Regions from separate parts of the Zea mays genome. Here region 1 is linked to region 2. Evidence: chromatin contacts called from public Hi-C data. All regions are on one chromosome and are shown on one strand. Each heading gives the region's core, a stretch centred on a gene start, on an enhancer-like site or on the middle of the called end of the contact. The rest is flanking DNA. Distances are from core to core; before and after follow the strand shown.

What was found. A called contact is a pair of places that touch in the nucleus more often than the background predicts.
Region 1: a contact with region 2 is called in a Hi-C map of ear, with 2.9 times the contacts expected there. The contact joins the promoter of LOC100281416 here to the enhancer-like site in region 2. A contact is called at or near these places in 3 of 25 Hi-C or Micro-C datasets (bundle sheath, ear and tassel).

Annotation. Positions count from the first base shown.
Region 1 is chr6:64,904,021-64,909,225 of Zm-B73-REFERENCE-NAM-5.0, reverse strand. LOC100281416 (methyltransferase) reads left to right here and starts at 1,287. Exons shown (of 7, transcript NM_001154334.1): 1 at 1,287-1,421; 2 at 1,576-1,650; 3 at 2,357-3,021; 4 at 3,110-3,320; 5 at 3,412-3,709; 6 at 3,795-4,262; 7 at 4,434-4,908. The coding sequence starts at 2,362. The coding sequence ends at 4,659. LOC103629364 (Membrane protein of ER body-like protein) reads right to left here. Exons shown (of 10, transcript XM_008650505.4): 10 at 4,842-5,205. The coding sequence ends at 5,144.
Region 2 is chr6:64,063,768-64,069,130 of Zm-B73-REFERENCE-NAM-5.0, reverse strand. LOC100381857 reads right to left here. Exons shown (of 18, transcript NM_001174644.1): 14 at 2,629-2,693; 15 at 2,491-2,559; 16 at 2,315-2,408; 17 at 2,065-2,205; 18 at 1,522-1,980. The coding sequence ends at 1,900. Among protein-coding and RNA genes, the nearest start is that of LOC100381857, 8.8 kb to the right of the region's middle. Within about 2 kb of position 1,285, at least 8 of the 20 cell types and tissues checked have an H3K27ac peak or open chromatin away from gene starts, as enhancers often do. A contact at or near this core is called in ear and tassel, where this site is marked.

The DNA.
Region 1 (5,205 bases), core at 38-2,537, 840 kb before region 2:
TCCAAGTCATCTAGTTGACATACTCAAGCCCTCCCAACCACATATATTCATTGATACATCCTATACACAAGATCTAGCCCACTACAACCAATACAAGTGCCACAAAAGAGAGAGCAAGCAATTGAGAGCTACTCAATTGAGTTTAGCCCTAGTGCCTTGTGAGATCCATTGAGAGATAGTGTGAGCTTCATCTTTGTGTTCATTTGCGCGTGGAGTTCTTGACTCCCATTCAAACTTACTCCAAAGTTTTGGAGGCTTGTAAAAGCTAGCAAGAGACACCAAAGAGTGTGGTGGTCCTTGCGGGATCGAGAGTGATCCTTGAGAAGAAGAAGAGCTCGCCGATCCTTGGGTGATCGGTGGAGAGAGGGAAAGAGTTGAAAAAGACCCGTCCTTAAGTGGACTCCTCAACGGGGACTAGGCCTTCGAGGGCCGAACCTCGGTAAAACAAATCACCCGTGTCTTGTGTGCTTATTGCTTGTGATTTGTTTGTTCTTTCCCTTTCTAAGTTTCTCTTGCATTACTCTTTGCTAATTCTATTTGGTGTTGCTTTAAGTTATATTCTCATTTAGTGAAGCAACTCATTGCAAGAGAAAACTTGTGTTATTACTCTTCTTACTTAAGCCTCTTGCTTTATTCTCATAGACTTATTAATAGTATTGATTTATCAATTCCGCATTATTTGAAAGCAATACTCTTTACAAGCAAGGACTTAGTTTTTATACTCCGATAATTATATATCTTGTTCTAACCACTAATCAAGGGATCTAGTTGGGGGATAAAGTTTTAATTTTCAGGTTTCGCCTATCCACCCCCCTCTAGGCGACTTTCAATTAGGTAGAAGCGTGCAAGCAGATATTTTACTCCGTTAGATCTAGATTCAACGGTAATGTCATATTTAACATTTAAACCCTTTCACAACCACCTGATGTAGCTTTATAACAAAGCCCTAACAAACCACAATTGTATCTACTGTTGGATTTAGATCTAACAGACAAAAAAATCTGCTTGTACGCTTACACCTAATATCTACTTGTATATTAGTCGTTGACTCGTTGCCCACAATAAAATGTTGAAATTTTAATGCGTTGAGTCACCACATGGATCCACGGGCCGTGCAGTGAGGAAGGGGGCCTGGATGGCCCTCTTCCAGTGCCAGGCCGGCCTGGATTCCGAAGGGAACTCCATCAATCCGGGCTGGGCTGGATGCCTGGATCCGTCCCATACTCCCGTCCCTATCCATATCGTTGCTGAGAATAAAGAGGAAGAGAGAGGCGTCTCAAGAGAGAGAGGGTCCTGCGTTCCCTTCTTCTGCTGCGGCGGCGGAGGCTCTTTCAGTTCCATCCATCTTCTCCCTCGTGGCTCTCCTTCCTCTCTCCCGTAGTCCCGCCGACCCCCCGCGCCGGCCAAGGAAATCAAGCGAAGTGAGCTTCATTCCATGTTTAGATTTCTCCTTAATTAATTCCTTCATCTTCGTCAACTGTCATGCTACTCACTACTCTGACACTCACAATCCATCTCAACTTGTTACCCTACATTATGTATGTATGTATGTTTATTTGTTTTATTCCCTGCTAGGGGCCGCAGAACGCCAGATTTTGATTGTTCCACATCTTCTTTCATCTCTGAGGGGTTTCCCGTCTTCCTCGCCTGGTTAGTTATGGTTACCTTGCTGCAAAATTGCAAACTTCCTTACTCCCCTTCTCAATCCATAGTTTTCATCGTCAGTTACATCACTCAAGTATACTTGCTTTGCAAAAGCATCGAATTGCCTCTGTTAGGCAGCTTTGTTTTGTTATGTTACCAAGGACGATGGGTCGGCAGTGGCTTTTCTCGGCTTTCTGCAGTTCACTTTCTTCTTTGGGGACAGCAGCTATACGTCTGTGTCCCTCCCTTTGTTGCTGCCTGCTGGCTGCTGCTTACCTTTGTTCTTTGTTGCCTGTTTTAGATTTCTTTCTATATAACAAAACAGATTTATTAAATACATCCCACTGAAAAATCCACGATACTGGAACCATATACCACTAAAAAAATCTAGGTTTTCCAAATACGGCACTAAGTACATCCGATCATAGTTAGATGACATTTTGTCTTGTAACTAGCTACTTTTTGCACTCCGAAAAACGACATCTACTTGTGGCTGGAGGGTGCAGTACAGAATTTTCTCCTTAATGGCATATTTCTCCTTGTATAAATAGTAGCTGCTTATCTCAAAACTGTAGAAATTATAATAACGGTATGAATCTCTTAATCACCCTGTTTAGCTCTCCACGGCATTGCCCCCTCGTTTCATTCCTTACCTGTCATACAAAATGTATTGTGCTGTAGTATGTATGCACTCATTTCCAGTTTCTTGCAGCTCTAATGGCTAAAGAACAGGATGGATCCCCCAAGGTGCGCCACCCAGAATTCCAAAGGATGCGCGTAACTCTCACCATAGGTGTCATTGGCCTCTGTGTCACAGCATACATTCTTGGTGCTTGGCAAGGTACCTCGAACGGCATTAGTTCCCCCTTAATAAGTACCAGAACCCAGTGCAAAGATCCCGTGCGATCATCTGGTGCTCGCCTGGATTTCCAAGCCCACCACCAGGTGGGCTTCAATGAATCGGCGCTTGCTGTGGAGAAATTCCCACCTTGCCAGCTCAAGTACAGTGAGTATACCCCTTGCCAAGATCCAAGGAAAGCTAGGAAGTTCCCAAAGAAAATGATGCAGTACAGGGAGCGGCACTGCCCAAAGAAAGAAGACATGCTCCGGTGCTTGATCCCTGCGCCTCCAAACTATAGCAACCCCTTCCAGTGGCCAAAAAGTCGCGACTATGCTTGGTTCAATAACATTCCTCATCGGGAGCTCAGTATTGAGAAGGCTGTTCAGAACTGGATTCATGTCGAGGGAGACCTGCTTAGATTCCCTGGAGGTGGCACTATGTTCCCACATGGTGCCGATGCTTATATTGATGACATAAATGCCCTTGTACCATTAAATGAAGGCAACATCCGAACTGCGCTTGATACTGGATGTGGAGTGAGTGACCGGACCAATGTTTCTATGATACTGTCTGTGATTCCTTCTCAAAATTTGTGGATGATAGTATCTTTGCTTGTGTGTGCAGGTTGCAAGCTGGGGTGCTTATCTTATGAATAGGAACATCATCACCATGTCTTTTGCGCCAAGGGATTCACATGAGGCACAGGTACAGTTTGCATTAGAGCGGGGGGTACCAGCCATGATTGGAGTGATGGGGACTGAGAGAATCCCATATCCGGCTAGAGCATTTGACATGGCACACTGCTCGAGATGTTTGATCCCATGGAATAAGCTTGGTAAACTTGTTTCCTTATTTGTTACTGCTTACAGTTACATGACATCAAACACAAACTGACTAAGATAATTCCACTTGATTGGTCCAAACAGATGGTGTCTATCTAATTGAAGTAGACAGGGTTCTTAGGCCTGGGGGCTACTGGATCCTCTCTGGGCCTCCAATCCATTGGAAGAGGCACTACCAGGGCTGGGAGAGGACAGAAGGAGACCTGAAGCAAGAGCAAGATGAGATTGAGGACTTGGCGAAACGGCTCTGCTGGAAGAAGGTCGTAGAGAAAGGTGATCTTGCTATATGGCAGAAATCTATCAACCACGTAGAATGTGTTGACAGTAGGAAGGTTTATGATGCTCCGCAGATTTGTAAGAGCAATGATGTGGATTCTGCTTGGTAAGATTTCTGCTGCTTTACTCTCTTTTCGTGAAATGTTTTCTCAATTTGATTGCAGCAGCTCACCCTGATTTGAACAATTTAGGTACAAGAAAATGGACACTTGCATATCTCCTCTCCCAGATGTGAAGAGTGAAGATGAAGTTGCTGGCGGAGTCCTTGAGACATGGCCCAAAAGAGCATTTGCTGTCCCCCCAAGAGTAATCCGCGGTTCAGTTCCAGGCCTCACCCCTGAGAAGTTCCAAGAGGATAACAAGGTGTGGTCAGAGAGAGTGGATCACTACAAGAAATTGATTCCACCACTGGGCAAAAGACGATACAGGAATGTGATGGACATGAATGCGGGGATAGGTGGCTTTGCAGCTGCATTGATGAAGTACCCTCTTTGGGTGATGAATGTTGTGCCTTCAGGCTTGGCCCATGACACCCTGGGTGTTATTTACGAACGAGGGTTTATTGGCACGTACCATGATTGGTGTGAGGCTTTCTCAACGTACCCGAGGACCTACGACCTCATCCATGCTGATAAAGTTTTCAGCAGTTACCAGGACAGGTAAAGAATGCCTTTGCTGTTTAATTCTGCTCTAGAAATTTTCTTTACCGTTCACTAAGTCGTATGGTTTTTTGTATGATGTCTTCCTTTTGTGGGCGGCCTTATTTGGTAACAAGGTTTTAAAATGCCCACAGCTTAAGCAAGTAGATACTAACTATGGAGTGGTCGCAGGTGTGACATAACGTACATCCTACTGGAGATGGACCGAATTCTAAGGCCTGAGGGGACTGTGATCATCAGGGACAACGTAGAGGTGTTGGTGAAGGTACAAGCTATCACTGGAGGCATGAGGTGGAAGAGCCAAATCATGGACCATGAGTCCGGTCCATTCAACACTGACAAGATCCTAGTGGCTGTCAAGACTTACTGGACCGGGAAGCTCGTGCAAAAACAATAATCGTCGCCTTGTTACTGTTTTTCGTCTGCGAAAATGTAGGCATGACTTGCCTGTCAGTTCTGTCTTCATTGCCATTTTTTTATCCTAACTTCAGGATATCTGTATATAGGAGGCATGTGAACCATGTAGCTGGAATTGGTATCAAACATCATTAGCCACGTAGCGTATGTGACACATTGCAATGGTGTATAAGATGTTCACTCATATATTTGGTGTGATATTGCAATCTAATAACATGATGCTTGGTGTGAAAAAAGGAGATTGTAATTGACAACATGTTCCTGTCAAAAATACGATGACAAGGTTGTGGTACAGACGAATTCTGAAGATTATACTATGGCCAAGTGCTGTGAAAAAAGAGAGACGAATTCTGAGAGCCAAGGGCTGTGATAAAAACTGTGTGAATTGCAGATAGTGTCTCCATGCAGATGTGTGCTGAGATAATCCATTTAACCATCAAAACTACTAAATGAGGGCTCCAGTCTCAGTAGGAAGCCCAGGCGGCTGCTTCAGGGAATGAGAGACCTGGAGGAGCAGGAGCTGATG
Region 2 (5,363 bases), core at 36-2,535:
TTTTGAGACGAAGCTAATCTCAAGTGCCGAAGTGTTCGCTCGAAAATGCAATGCAGAAAGCTTCGGCTATGGTTAAATTTTTAACAGCACAATAGTGCTATGGCAATAAATGTTGTGGTAACTCCTCACCAACCCGTCTGTTTATATAGTGTTGTAGGGGGGAGGTTAATCGCCATGCCGCTCGCACTCGCTGAGCGGTGGACCGTCCCGCGTCTCTCACACTCTCGCCTTCTGTTGAGCCGAAGGTATCAAGGAAATCTAAATATTACGAGCATTTATTCATGTTTATAAAATGAAATAAGAATGTAAGTAATCTATTTCCACATTGCCCTTATTTACATTCTTATGTATTACATGTTTCTCCATTTATATTCATTTACCGAGAAGATGAAGTTACGCCCTTCATGGCCTTCATCCGAGGATCATTATGTCTCAAGAGAGATAATGTCTCGAAGGACGAAGGTCCTTATCCATTGTGTTGCTTTGTTCTTGGTGTATACCATTCGAGAACAAGGATCAACACATCCTAACAAGAGCATGATGAGCGCTAGTAGAAAATTGGAATTATTGTGTATGGATTTATTTGGACCTACCACATATATAAGTATTGGTGACAACAAGTATGCTTTTATAGTTGTGGATGAATTCACAAGGTTAACATGGATTTTCTATCTCAATGACAAGAGCGAAGTCTTCGTCATATACTCATGGTATAGTTGAAGTATATAATGTCGAGTTTGTAGAATCAAATGGATCTTATGACAAAGATGATGGGAAAACAACTTGTGCAATCATTTATATTGGTGCAAGCATGCAATCAATCAATCCGGTGTATCCAATCTAGATCCAATGATGAATGTTACTTTACAGGTAACCCCTTCCACTTGAAACCTAGTACCTATTTTACTTTTAACCCCTTCCATATGAAACCATTGAATCTAGATTAGATGTTCTGGATAGTTTGATTGCACACTTGCACCAAATGAGTGATTGCACAGGTTATGCCCTCAAATATGATAGTCCATAGGATGAGGTATTCAACTTAGCAATACAATAAAGAACATAGCAATCGGTGATGTGAAGCCAAGAGAGGTAATCCCTCCACCAAGTGTGTCGAACAAAGATCAATGTAGCACAAGTGGATCTTAAGATGAAAGTCAACAAGATCAACAATTGATTTGTTCAACTTATATGGCACAAAAAAAGTGGAATGCGGTGGCGTGGGCGTGGCAGAGGCGTGACGGTGCGCCTGGAGAGCAGGCGCATCGTGGACGACGGCATGGCTGCAGCAGGAGAGGAGACTGCTCGCTGCTGGTGGGTTGCTCTGCTCTAGCGCATTCCACCCTCCATTTTATTTATGCTGTTTTTGCTCTGCAAATGCAGGCTGGTGCAACGCAACTACGCAGGACTCTTCCTCCTCCCGAAAACCAAGTCAAGTCAAAAAAAAAAGTGTCTGCTAGTGCTTTGCGAGTCTGCGCACGTGCCTCCGCCTCTAATGAATGATACGTCACACATGACGGTGTCATTTGCAACTTTTAAATTGTATGCAGAAAGAGAAGAATGCACAGCAGCTCTGGTAGCAGTTTCAGAGTCAAAATTTAAATTGCAAAAAATCTGGCTCTAGTACCAGGACTCGGTGCGACTCCTTCAATTGCATTGCATCTAGTCTAGTATATCACACCAAAAAAAGACAGGCTTCCTTCGATTCAAGAGTAAACAAACCAAGGGGAATTCATTCATTTAGATTCATCCGATGCTTCGCCTTGGCTTCCAGCTCCTGTACATTGTCTTTGCCATGCTTTGCTTCCTTATCAACTCTCTCTGTACATCACAATAGCGAGCGGACCCCCACCCCCCAAAAGACAGACGAAATCACCCATATCTCTTCTATCCCATCAATTATGACACTGGAACAGCCTTGTACATGTATGACGTTCCATGGAATATAGTCAAGTGCGCCCCATTAAGATAAGCTTCCAGCTGCCAACAAAAAAAAGAAGCACCAACATCGATTAGATTTACATCCACACACACACCATCTAATGTGAATGGGGCAGGCCTAACCTCTTCGGGAGAGATTCTAGAGAAGCCAAATTTGTTCATCCAGATCCCTTCAGCTTCATGTGCAGCTGGAAGCACAAAGTGCTTGATCTTCAGTGAGACTAGCACCCTCTCTATGCACGAGAACAAGGCTTGGAAGTAGCCCTGCATCAATCACCGCAATAGGTGAAACATCAAGCAATGAACAAAGAACCAACCCACATGACCAGAACAAACAGTCTAGTTTGAGCTGCAAAGCAATTCTAAGACCCACCAGCCCTTGAACATCCTGGCTTGTAGCAACTAGTGGCAGCTCGGCCACATCACCTCCCATCACACGCAAAAGTGCTGCTGACACCACGGTAGAGCTGCAACAAGCAACTATTATTGTTCAGTAACAATGGACACAAAAGTTGGGACGACATTCCATTCTACCATAACAGTTCTTACCCCACAGTTAACAGTGCGCAGTACATTCCACTGTAATCTTGCCCGGGCATTCCCTCCTTAGGTCCCCTCCTGGTACATTTACATGAGATGAGGACCTTCTGCATACCTCCAAAACAAAGTGTTGTTCGGTTATCTTACCCGTTAACCATCTCAGGAATCAGATCTCTACCAGTGAGAGCTTCACGGATTGGATCAAAAGATTGCTGCAAGGGAACACTTTGTGAGAAACCACTCAAGTCTTGATTCTAAGATAGTTTAATAAGAAGTCATAATGTCCCTCCACTAATAATGCCAAGCTGGCAGCTAGAAAGCTCTGAACTTGCATATTCCAGCCAAAATCTCTTTTACTATTTTCTCTACTGAGATGAGAATATGACAATTGTACAGCAATTCCCATTTTAGGTCTTGTTCAGTTACATGGGGATTGAATCCCTTTCTAATCAATTTTGACTAGCAAGGGATTTAATCCCCTTCAATCCACTCCTAACCGAGCAAAGCCCTTAGGGTGCCCACAAGCTCACTGTTGGGCATTACATTGCTATCAAAGAACAAAGAACTCACCCAAAGCTGGCTATCTCGGTAGTAACATGGGATAAACACAGTTCTATTTTCATCACCCTTATTCCTAAAAAAGAAGTTGCTGAACAGATGAAACCCATTAGTCTTGTTCATAGTTTTGCCAAGCTGATAACAAGACTACTAGCTAATCAGCTTGCAAGTAGGCTGCATGACATGATGTCACCTAATCAAAGTGCCTTCATAAAAGTCGGTTTATTCGAGATAACTTTATGTTAGTGCAACAAACAGCCCGCTTCCTCCATTAACAGAAACAGCCCCGGCTGCTCCTTAAGCCTGATATCTCAAAGGCATTTGATTCGATCTCTTCGCCCTTTCTTCTTGAAGTCTTGCATCACATGGGTTTTGGGCAGATTTGGAGAGAGATTATCAGTGGGCTATTGTGCACTTCTTCAACACTAGTTTTACTTAATGGGTCACCGAGTCAGCCCATCTATCATAGATGCGGCCTTAGGCAAGGTAACCCGCTTTCTCCAATGCTTTCCATATTGGTTATGGACATTCTTGGGTACTTGATCAATAAGGCTGAGGAAGATAGGTTATATGAGCCCTTGGCCCCTATAGTGTTGCAGCACCGGTTCTCTTTATATGCTGATAATGTGCTTGTGTTCCTCAGACCGGCTGCTGCAGATATTAATATAACCATGGATACCCTTCACCTCTTTGTTGAAGCCTTCGGGGTTCACAAAAATGTCCAGAAATCTAGTGATTTTCCCATAAGTTGCGATGATCAGGAATTCAGGATTCGGCCTTGATGCAAGAATTGGTGCCATGTGAGATTTACAAGTTCCCTTGTAGGTGTTTGGGACTGCCTCTCGCTATCAAAAAGCTCACTAAGGATCAGGTCCAGCCCGTTATTGATAAGATTGCCAATCAACTGCCTGGGTGGAAAGCAGACTTAATGACTAAGGCCTTGTTTGTTTCGGATTATAATCTCTCTAGATTATATAATCCAGCGCAAATAATCCAATAGGTAAACAAACACATAGATTATGGGTTCAGATTATATAATCTAAAGCCTAGATTATGATAATCTCATAATCTCCTCGAGAGTAGCTTATTTGAGATTATTTTAGCAAAAGACCCACTACCCATGGTTATGTAAATAGAAATTACAATATATGCCATCTTTTTTTTCCTCACCTCAAATAAACAAATAAGGATATTAGTGTCTTTATGAATAATCTATATTTGTATAATCTGGACTAACAAACAACTACATGTAGATTATAATATGTCTAGATTATAATCTAGATTATATAATTTAGATTATAATCCAGATTATATAATCTATAAGCTGAAACAAACATGCTCTAAAGCTGGCCGGTGTGTCCATGTCCAGTTTGTTCTCACTGAAATGCTTATTTACTTGGCTATGGTCGTAGACCTACCAACATGGGCTGTAAAGGCGATTGATAAAATTCGGCGAGGTTTTCTTTGGTGGGACCACAAAGGTGCAAATGGAGGACACTGTCATGTGGCTTTACCCCCATTGAGTTAGGCGGACTTGGCATCTCCAATCTCAGGGACCTCTCTTGGGCTCTCAGAATGAGGTGTTATGGCTAGCAAAGACTGATCCAGGGAGACCTTGGCCCTCTATGTCCATTCGAGTTCCTAGCAAGGTTAAAGAATTCTTTTTTGTGGCTATGCAAACGGAGCTTGGGGATGGTGCTACAAGTCCCTTTTGGACAGAGAAGTGGTTATGGGTCACAGAATTGTGGACATAGCCCCACGGCTTTTTGCTATCATCCCTAAACAAAGAGCCAACTGGATGGTGTTGGATGGTCTCACAGACCAGAAATAAATATCAGATATTCAAGGGGCTCTTACAGTTGGAGTTATCACAGATTATCTCCTGTGCTAAGTGAGGTTGAACTCTGGTCCGATACTATAGATATTCATCTCTTTCGACTTTCAACTAATAGGAAGTATCAAACAAAGGTGGCTTATGAGAGATTTTTCACTGGATCAACTCACTTTGAGCCATGTAATAGAATATGACATTCTTGGGCTCCCCCGAAATGCAAATTATTTATGTGGTTTGTTGTTCTTATAAGGGTTTGGACAGCTGAAAGCCTGCAGAAGAGGGGGGGTGGATCAGCCAGAAAGGTGCCCCCTTTGTAATCAAAATCAGGAAAGTTTGAACCATATGCTTTTTTATTGTGTTTTTGCCCGGGATTTCTGGTTTCGGTTGCTTCCATGTTAATATTCAAAGCTTGTCCCCTCAGGCCCAAACTCTCAGGTTTGTGGAACGGTGGGATTGGACCAGGGATCGACTTTTCGCTCGTGAAGTCCGG